Linked DNA regions of Mus musculus: region 2 is linked to region 1. A link is a contact called in public ChIA-PET data. All regions are on one chromosome and are shown on one strand. Each heading gives the region's core, a stretch centred on a gene start, on an enhancer-like site or on the middle of the called end of the contact. The rest is flanking DNA. Distances are from core to core; before and after follow the strand shown.

What was found. ChIA-PET counts read pairs in DNA pulled down with a chosen protein or histone mark.
Region 2: a contact with region 1 is called in an RNA polymerase II ChIA-PET map of memory CD8 T cells, with 62 read pairs. The contact joins the promoter of Dip2a here to the enhancer-like site in region 1. A contact is called at or near these places in 4 of 39 promoter capture datasets (the 3T3-L1 cell line, 3T3-L1-derived adipocytes, HPC-7-derived erythroid cells and 1 more), 2 of 484 Hi-C or Micro-C datasets (nephron progenitors and pancreatic cancer cells), 4 of 115 datasets of contacts at active chromatin or transcription factors (effector CD8 T cells, embryonic stem cells and memory CD8 T cells) and 3 of 9 other capture datasets (adipose tissue, liver and pancreatic islet).

Annotation. Positions count from the first base shown.
Region 1 is chr10:76,269,620-76,274,178 of GRCm38.p6, reverse strand. It overlaps Dip2a (disco interacting protein 2 homolog A), which reads left to right. Exons shown (of 38, transcript NM_001081419.2): 30 at 1-30; 31 at 976-1,144; 32 at 1,476-1,646; 33 at 3,722-3,783; 34 at 4,018-4,075. Among named protein-coding and RNA genes, the nearest start is that of S100b, 18 kb to the right of the region's middle. Within about 2 kb of position 2,713, at least 26 of the 459 cell types and tissues checked have an H3K27ac peak or open chromatin away from gene starts, as enhancers often do. A contact at or near this core is called in effector CD8 T cells and memory CD8 T cells, where this site is marked.
Region 2 is chr10:76,342,759-76,347,317 of GRCm38.p6, reverse strand. It overlaps Dip2a (disco interacting protein 2 homolog A), which reads left to right and starts at 2,027. Exons shown (of 38, transcript NM_001081419.2): 1 at 2,027-2,211. The coding sequence starts at 2,121. Gm40699 (a long non-coding RNA gene) reads right to left here and starts at 2,023. Exons shown (of 2, transcript XR_871838.2): 1 at 1,744-2,023; 2 at 61-550.

The DNA.
Region 1 (4,559 bases), core at 1,464-3,963:
CCTCGGGTTTGCACTGTGGTGTCTGTGCAGGTGAGTTAGGGTTAGGGTTAGGGTACCTGGGGCCTGGGTGGCTTGTGTGGTTCCTCAGAATTTAAGACTCTTCTATGGCTTTCTGAGTAGCAAGGAGGACTAGAAGTATGGGCGGGGGGGGGGGGTCTGTTTGGGGATTAGGTGGTTAGAATCTGGGTTTTAATTTAATAAAAGAATAAAAATTGCCAGGCATGGTAAGACATGCCTTTAATCACAGCACTTGAGATTCAGAGGACCTCTGAGTTTGAGGCCAGCCAGGCCTATGTACTGAGATGAAACCTTGTTAAGAAAGAAAGAGAGAGAGAGAGAGAGAGAGAGAGAGAGAGAGAGAGAGAGAGACAGAAAGAGAAAGAAAGAAAGAAAGTAAGAGAGAGAGAGAGGGAGAGAGAAAGAGAGGGAGAGAGAAAGAAAGGATAAGAGGGAGGGAGGGGAGGATGGGAAGGGAGGGAGGGAGGGAGGGGAAGGGAGAGAGAAGGGGACGCAACAAGGTAAAGACATCTACTTTGCTATGGAATCCACATGAAAATAAAAGGACTCTATGAAGTTGTCTCCTGACTGCCACATGCACACACACACACACACACACACACACACTGCACATGCATGTGCACATGTGCACATAATAATAAAAAGGAAAAGAAAAATATTTTCCAATAAATACAAACACTATCCGTTATTAGTGGTTGGGAAGAACCTTGTGGTTCTTTCTAATGCTAAGATGCTTCCTCTGTAATTAAGAGACCTCTTCCATACATAGTCCCCAAGGATGCTCCTGAAGGTGTGGGTGGAGGCCGGCACCCCGCCCACAGTGTCTTTCTGCTAACTCCCAGTGGCCCTCTGAACACCCCGGTGCCTGTTTTGGCCAGAGAAACAGTCTGTGTCAGGAAGGAGCCGGTGTGTGCAGCTTGTGCCCGTGCCCCTTTCCAATCGCCTCTCTCCCCACAGCGTCTACTCTGGGCACCAGTCAGTGCTCGTTCCCCCACTGGAGCTGGAGAGCAACGTGTCCCTCTGGCTGTCTGCCGTCAGCCAGTACAAGGCCCGAGTTACCTTCTGTTCCTACTCAGTGATGGAAATGTGCACCAAGGGCCTGGGTGCTCAGACAGGCGCCCTTAGGGTAAGTGCAAAGCGAGCCTGTACAGCCGCGGGTTCTTCCAAGCCTATGCGTCTCTGTCAAGCGCTGGACCCTAATCAGAAAGGAGGGTATCTAAGGGGGCAGGGCAGGGGTGGCCATAAATGTAAGGGCACTTATTCAGCAGTGCTTCTGTGTTTAGGATTCCCCAGATGATTGCAGAACTGGAGGAAGCAGTTTGTGTTCAAACCTGCCTTCATGTACTCAGATCTACAGCTAGACCTCATGGGCATCCCACAGATGCCCTTCCCTTAGACAGTCAGCGCTGAGGGCCCCAGATGTGTGTGCTGTGGAACAACTTCTTGCTCTTCTGCAGATGAAGGGGGTGAACCTGTCGTGTGTGCGCACATGCATGGTAGTGGCTGAGGAGCGGCCCCGGATCTCGTTAACACAGTCATTCTCCAAGCTGTTCAAAGACCTGGGCCTCCCTGCTCGTGCTGTGAGCACCACCTTTGGGTGCAGGGTCAATGTAGCTATCTGCCTCCAGGTAAGTTGGCTGTACCCAAGGTCACCTGCACCTATACCAGAGAGTAACGCCTTTGTAGACTGGTAGGAGTCACTCACCAGTTAGCCACTAGGTAGCTCTACCTCTTGCTCCACCTTGGAGCTGTGGGTGTTACCTTCCCACATAGCCATTCAGCCTTGATGACTACGAGGGCTTTGTTTAGAAAGATGTTCTGTTCGTTCTGATGAACAGAATATTTAGATAGGAAGGAAGTTTGGTTTTGAGCAGTGGCTATTGTACCTATGAGCATCTCTAAGTTAACCGTCATAGGCAGCTAACTTTTAAAAGCAAGATTGAACGTGCTTTTTAAAGAAATCGATAGTAATCTGTGGGTGGTGGCTCACACCTTTAAACCTAGCACTCAGGAGGCAAAGGCAGGTGGATCTCTGTCTGAGCCCAGCCGTGTTTACATAGCAAGTTCCCTAATCAGGAAGATAATTTGTATGGGATACAAATATTTTAGAACTGATGTGAGCATCACAGGCTCTTTTAGTAGTTGTCCTTGTTTTCTGGTTTTTATAGTAGTCTCTACTTCGCTTCTTTCTCAGCATAGCTTAAATGTTGATCAGATAGCTGACATAGCAAATGCCGAAAACAGCACAAAGTGCCCTTTCTGGGATCCCAGAGCAGTGCTTGGCATGTACCCTGTCTTCTTGGTGGCTTCATGTGCAGGACAGGTCTTGGATCCAGAATCTATACCTGTCTCAAAGGTGTCAGTCATCCTGTGTCCCCTTAGCCTCAAAAAGGCTCTGTACTGTTTTAAGTCTCCGATGACTGAGTAGCCAGGAGAGATTAGAGGGTACTATACTAGGTTGATGTTCCCACTGTGCCTGATAGGCCAAGTTGGTGACTGAGTTAAGAGAGACCTGATTCTAACTCTGAAAATGTCCCACCTCCATACATGGAAGGGCATCACCTTGTGTCAGGATGTGAGTGCCGTGTGCAACGGCAGAACTCTAACGACTGTAATGACAGGTCTGTGTTTGCTCTTTAAGATACAGTGATGCCTTCTTCTCTCGCGTGTTTCTCATGTGGCCTGTGGCCTTCTGTTTGTTTCCTGTGCTATTTCCTCCCTGTCTCCCTCTGCTGGCCGCCCTGGCCTCTGTCAGCCCAACAGGCTGGGAAAACTAGCTGAGCAGGTAGGACCTTTCCCTAGCCCTCAACCTTGCTAGTGTCTCCATGTCTGTCCTCCCCGTTCCAGCACCCCACCCCGACCCCTGCTTCTATGAGTCCATGTGCTCTTCTGGTGGATTCCAGAATACATGTTTCTCTTGCTGTCTTAGTTTATTCACAATGAGAATTATTTGACTTTACAAAAGCTCCTTTGTAACCAAATGTAAAGTTTTTCAGAGGTTGGAGAGAGGTTATACTGTCTAGAATCTTCAGAGAATGCTGTTGATCAGGGTATCCATTAAGTTTGATGTCCCTTGTCAATAAAACAGCAATACCAGGCCAGTGAGATGGTTCGCAGGTGAAGGAGATTGCTGTTGAGCCTGACCCGATGCCACTCACTGGGACCCACATAGCAGAGGAAAAGAGCTCTAGGCATGTGGGTGTGCACGCAAACACAGCTAAACATGTGTAATCATAATAAACTCTGCTGAGTGACACACTAGTACATGCTGCCCACACAGGGTGACGCTCGAGTTGTCTGGCTCAGCTGAGTGTCTGTAGGGCTCAGTCCTCAGTGGACTTAGTGAGATGCCAGGCCCTGGCTTGACGCTGGGTGGAAGTGTCCCAGTCAGCACTGTTGTGTCAGGGCAGCAGAGGCCAGCAGGCACAGAAACTTACAGAGCTGACATAAAAATTCTAGGATTGATGTTTCATTCACTGATAGTTTTGCTCAGGATCATCTGGCCAAGTAGATGTTTGGATGGACAGCATCAACTCTGCCTAGGGTGGGGACCATGAGCCCTTGTGCAGACTGAATGCAAGACACACAGCTCCTTTTCTGGGTGTCACAGATGGCCTGGGAGCAGCTGCCACACAGCCACGCTTGTGAAACTGAGCAGAGCATGAGAATTCTGAAAGAAGGTCCTCTATTGTTTTCCCTCCAGGGCACAACAGGCCCAGACCCCACGACCGTCTACGTGGACATGCGGGCACTGCGCCATGACAGGTACTGTTCCCGCCCTGTCTGCATGGTTCTCCCATCCTCTGACTAAGGGCTACAAGCTGGGTTTGCCTAAACTGTATCTCCAGCATCCTGTGTGGTAATGGTGCTAGCCAGGGCAGGGGCACTTAGACCCAGGAAATGACATTGTGGGCTCACTTGAACACGTGTGGTTTGCCTCTTTAGAAATTACTACGGAGTAAATTTTATTCTGAACTTTTCTCTTTGTCCATTTTTTAGAGTTCGTCTGGTGGAACGGGGTTCTCCGCATAGTCTACCATTGATGGAGTCTGGAAAGGTAGAAGTTGGACTGCTATAACCTGTGGTGTGGACAGTGCTGGGGTGCACACTCCTAGTGAATATGTGGGGACTGGGCTGGGCCACTGAAGCCTAGAGTTGTGAGATTAGGTCTTTGAATACTCAGAGCATAGAGCCCGGAGCTGTAGAACCCAAATATAGAAGCGAGAAGAGACTGCCTCTTTACAGACACTGCCAAGGGGTGGGGTGGGTAGGCTATGGATGAATCAACGGCCCTCACACTTGCAGTCACAAAGGGCAGCTCTGATCCCAGACTGAAGATGAGAAGAAGGTGTTCTCTAATCCAGGGTGATAGTAGAGAACAGGCCCCACCAGGGCACACCCAGACATTTGCCATCAAAGTAAGCCTTGGCCTACCTAGTAAGGTCCCAGAAACCTCCAGACAGTTGTGAGGGGCTAAATTTGCCCAAGAATGCCAAATAGAAATGTGAGCCACTGTCACAGAGCAAAGCCTGGGAGACCAG
Region 2 (4,559 bases), core at 778-3,277, 74 kb before region 1:
CAGGTCATTATTAGGGAATTGTGGCAACCATAGAGAAGACCCAATGGTTACAGAGAGTTGTTTCATTTACACATTTTACTGTTTGGAGTTACTTGGGATCTTCCTTCCTGGCCTAATTATACCGCTGCAGGTGACTTTTTTTTTTTTTTTTTCATGCAATTTCATAGGGTTTGGCTCTTGATCGACTGTAGTTTGCCATTAGCTGACCACTGTTTCTTACTAAGAAGTTCCATTTTACCTGCTAGGTATTTTGTTTCACTGGGTCAACATGCAGGGTTTATACCCCTGTTCAGCTTGTTGAGCTGTGGAGAAAGACAGAAGGATCCAACGCTCCCTAGAGCCAGTGGCTAAATGCTTAAAAAATAGATAAATGGGGGACTGGAGAGACAGTTCACCAGTTAAGAGTGCTTGTTGCTTTTGAAGAAACTTCTGGGTTTTTTTGTAGTATGAAGTATGGTGGCTAAGGGCAGTCTTACAGTTGAAGGACATCTGGCGCCCTCTCTGGAATTCTTTGGTACTGCATGCATGTGGTGCACAGGTACACACTTGCCTGCAAAACACCCACACATAAAATAAACCTTAACAAATGTTAAATGCTCTAAAGTGTTGTTAAATGCTGCTTAAAACGTTTTGTGTTGAATTTTTAAGTCTTTATTGTAAACACTTTTTTGTTCCGACGTCAATAAATAAAAATTCAGCTCTTTGAAGGACAAGGACATCATTCCCTTCCTGATTCCTGGCAGCCTAGAGTGAGGGACTGTCAGCTAAGCAGCTCCTTCCCCAGCAACCTGCTGGAATGCCTTCAAGTCTGGCTGTTTTCCGTACTTTACAGTCAATGTGAAAATACTCCAGCAGCAAGCTAATCTACTACAATTGAATCCAGGAGACCTGGTCCAGGAAACCTTGCTCTGGCCACACCCACTCCAGACAGTGCACCCGCCTCGAAAGGCGAAGCCCAGATGCTTTTTTTTTTCTCGACCAGTAAACTTTCGGCAGCTATTATTCATTCAAGAGGACAGGGAACACTTCCTTAGAAGAAACCATTGATCAGAGAAACGTGAGAAGTGTTGACCAGCTTTCATGCAAAGCTTGTGACTGCTTCCTATATAAACCTGTGACCTGCGGAAATAAATAGTCCCTCGTTTGCATACCACACCTCCTGCCTGTATAACCAGATTAGTCAGCTCAAATCAGATGTTTTAAAATCAGTTGGGGACACCTTCCTATGCTGTTCCTTGTGGATGTAATATTAGGCTCACTGAAAGCCTCCAAAATGGTCTTTTTTGTTGCCTACCTGGGATTTTTAATATATGTAGACAGTGGCAAGAGGGTGGCTAATGAGTAGTAGAAATAAAATTGTGTGTGTGTGCGTGTGTGTGTGTGTATATATATGTATGTAAGTATGTATGTATGTATGTATATACATGTTTATACGTATATGTGTATATATACCGCCACTCTGAGAATAGCTCCTTCAAAAATCCCACTAAGGTTTCCAACATGTCAGATCTATGCTTCCATGCCCCAAGGACATCTCAAGGACTGAGACACTGCCAGAGCTCCTTCTTGGTCAATGTCAGAGTGCTTCCAGGGTTATTGTGAAAGGGAATAAGCAAACACACTTTAAGGGCGGCAGAAAACCCGCCAGAGTTAGCTGATACCATAGCAGGAACGCGGACAGAATTAAGCGTGCCAGCAGGGCTCCTGAGGAAGAAGAAGGTGGGGATCCCGGAGGAGGGTCACCTGGGCGACATTGAAGTCCGTTCGGTGGGGTCGCACGTCTCCCGAGGCGCCTCTGTCCAGCTCTCCCGCCCGCCGCTCCTCTCGCACCCCGAAGCGGAGTAAAGCTCCGGGCTGCTCCGGCGTGTCTTATTGGCCAATGGAACCGAGCCTTTAAAGTTGCTGGGCGGGGCCGGCCCGGCGTACCCGCGCAAGCGTTGCCCCGCCCCTCAGCCGCGCACGCGCGTCCCCAGCGCGCTCCCGGAGCCGGAGCCAGCCGCGCTCGCGCCCGTGCCCGCGCCCCTGCGAAGCAGCCCCGGCCGCGCCCCGCCCGCTGCCGGCTGCGGGCGGCCGCTGCGGGTCTGCAGGCCCCGGTTGGGGGAACGCCTGAGCCACCGGCCATGGCCGACCGCGGATGCCCTCTGGAGGCGGCGCCGCTGCCCGCCGAGGTGCTCGAGAGCCTGGCGGAGCTGGAGCTGGAGCTGTCCGAAGGTGAGCCGCGGGTTCCCCCCACCCCCCACCCCGCCAGGGACCCTCGCCCGAGACCCCGCCCAGGGACCTCCGGGAGCGTCACCCCCGGAACCTGCGGGTACCCTCATACGGGATCCCCGCCGGCCTCTCCTCGGCATCCCTGTCTGGGCCGCTCGCCGGAGAGCCCGCCAGCTTCTGCAGACTGGCGGGTGCCCGGCCTCCGAAGGACACCGGGAGGGACTGGCTTGGGAGGTGGGCCTAGGCGCACTCTTGCTGCCCGACCGTCAAGGCCACGGTCCAGGTCCGGGCTTCCAGCGTGTGCCCTGCAGCCTGTCGGCCAGCAGGAAGCCCGGGATGCAGAAGCCGAGCCCCACCCCTGGAACCTCAGACTGCCTCGTGAGCCTCAGTTTCCTCATCTAGAAAACGAAGCAAAAGTACACTTGCGCCTTGTGGATTATGAGGCTGAAGTGCATTAACCTATAAACATGTAAAACGTGTTTAACACTTAAAAGGTTTATTCCTTTACGGAATTTTGATACAATTACACTGGGGGAGGAGGTGGGGGACAGGCAAGGGTCACGGTGCCTGCGTGGGGAGGTCAGAGGTCAGCTTGCACGGAGCTGGGAGCTGGTGCTCTCCTTCCACCTTGTGAGTTCTGGGAATGAACTCAGGTTGTCAGATTAGAGGGCAAGTGCTCGCCGGGCCAACCCGACAGCCCTCTCTAGGTGAGGATTTTTAAAAAGTTAAAAAGTCAAATAAGTGGTTGTTAGAAACAGACTAGGGAAATAATAGAACTCCAGAGATGGGAGTGGCGCCCTCAATTTGGACGCCTGGGAAAAGAGTTCTGTTCTCCATAAACTGACCTCCAACCCTGGTGGAAAAGCATCTGTGCTTGTTAACTCTGCTTTTGAGACTTAAATGCAATTAGAACTTGTTAGAATCCATCACCCCCCCACCCCACCCCATTTAGATTGTTAAGCTTTGCTGTGGTAGGTTTAGTGAGTTTTTGAGAATTCTCTTTTTCTTTTTAAATATATGCATTTCCCCTGCATGTTTGTCTGTATATCTTATGCGTGCCTGGTGTTCCCTGGAGGCCAGAATTGGGTCCTAGATTCATGTTGGTGCTGTGACTTGAACCCAGGTCTTCTGGAAGAACGGCCAGTGCGCTTAACCACTGAGCCATCTCTCCAGCTCCGTTTTGAAAATCCTTGATTCTCTTTGGAGGCGTGGTTGGGAATGATTCTGAGAAAAAAGGTCTATTGTACTGGATTTGATATGACTCCCCAGGGGAAATCGCATAGTTGTAGTTTGGCTTTTGCATATCAAATATGTTGTTGCAGATTGCTCCTCATTACGGCTCCAGAATATCGGTTATTTCAGTTCCGTAGGGTTATATAGCTTTTAATGCTCGCTACGAGTTTACAGTTAATTAAATTATTTCCTCAAAGCAAAAACTTCATAACTTGTGGCAGGACTGAAGTATGTCAGCGATAGAAGTAGCTCTTAAGTTAATCAAATCTACTTATACTGATACTGTTTTAGACATACATGGGGTTTATGTAAGGAAAGGGTATAAGGTGTGTGCCATGGTGAGGATCTGAAAAAACAGCTTACGTGGAGGAAGGGGGCAGACAGTTCAGAGTTAATAGCAGGAGACTGCAGAGTGCGCTGGCAACCCCAGAGTCAGAGTCAGTAACCATAGTTTCTTGCCCTCTGCTAGACTGGCACATTTCATTTTGCCACATAGGTTAAATGATTACATTGGCAGAGTTGCCCTTGGCCCTGCTCTCAGAGAACTTTCACACCTTAACACTGGACCCTAGAGCTTGGGATTATTGTGATGTGTAGCTGTCCCTGTTGGGCTCGGAGATGCCTAGTGATACAGACTGTGTTTCAGGCAGACCTTTGGAGAACTCACATAGAGGCTGGCATCTCGTAAGTGTCACCTGGCAAGCCACTGATTTATAACATGTCTGAACTTGGGCTTGGCCAGCCATAAAAGGAGGTGAACGTTTTACTGACATTTCAAGGTCTTTGTAAAGGTTTGCTCAGTGTGTGTAAGTGGTTTGAAACAGTCAAGGTGTTTTATTTATGAACGAAAGGAATGTGTTATATATATATGTTGTGTCATAGTCCTAAAACGAGTATTTCAGTATCTTTTTTTTATTCATTATATGTAAGTACACTGTAGCTGTCTTCAGACACTCGAGAAGAGTCAGATCTCGTTATGGATGGTTGTGAGCCATCATGTGGTTGCTGGGATTTGAACTCAGGACCTTTGGAAGAGCAGTCAGTGCTCTTAACCACTAAGCCATCTCTCCAGCCCTTTCAGTATCTTTTAACTTTAATTTTTTTTTTTTGGCGTACAG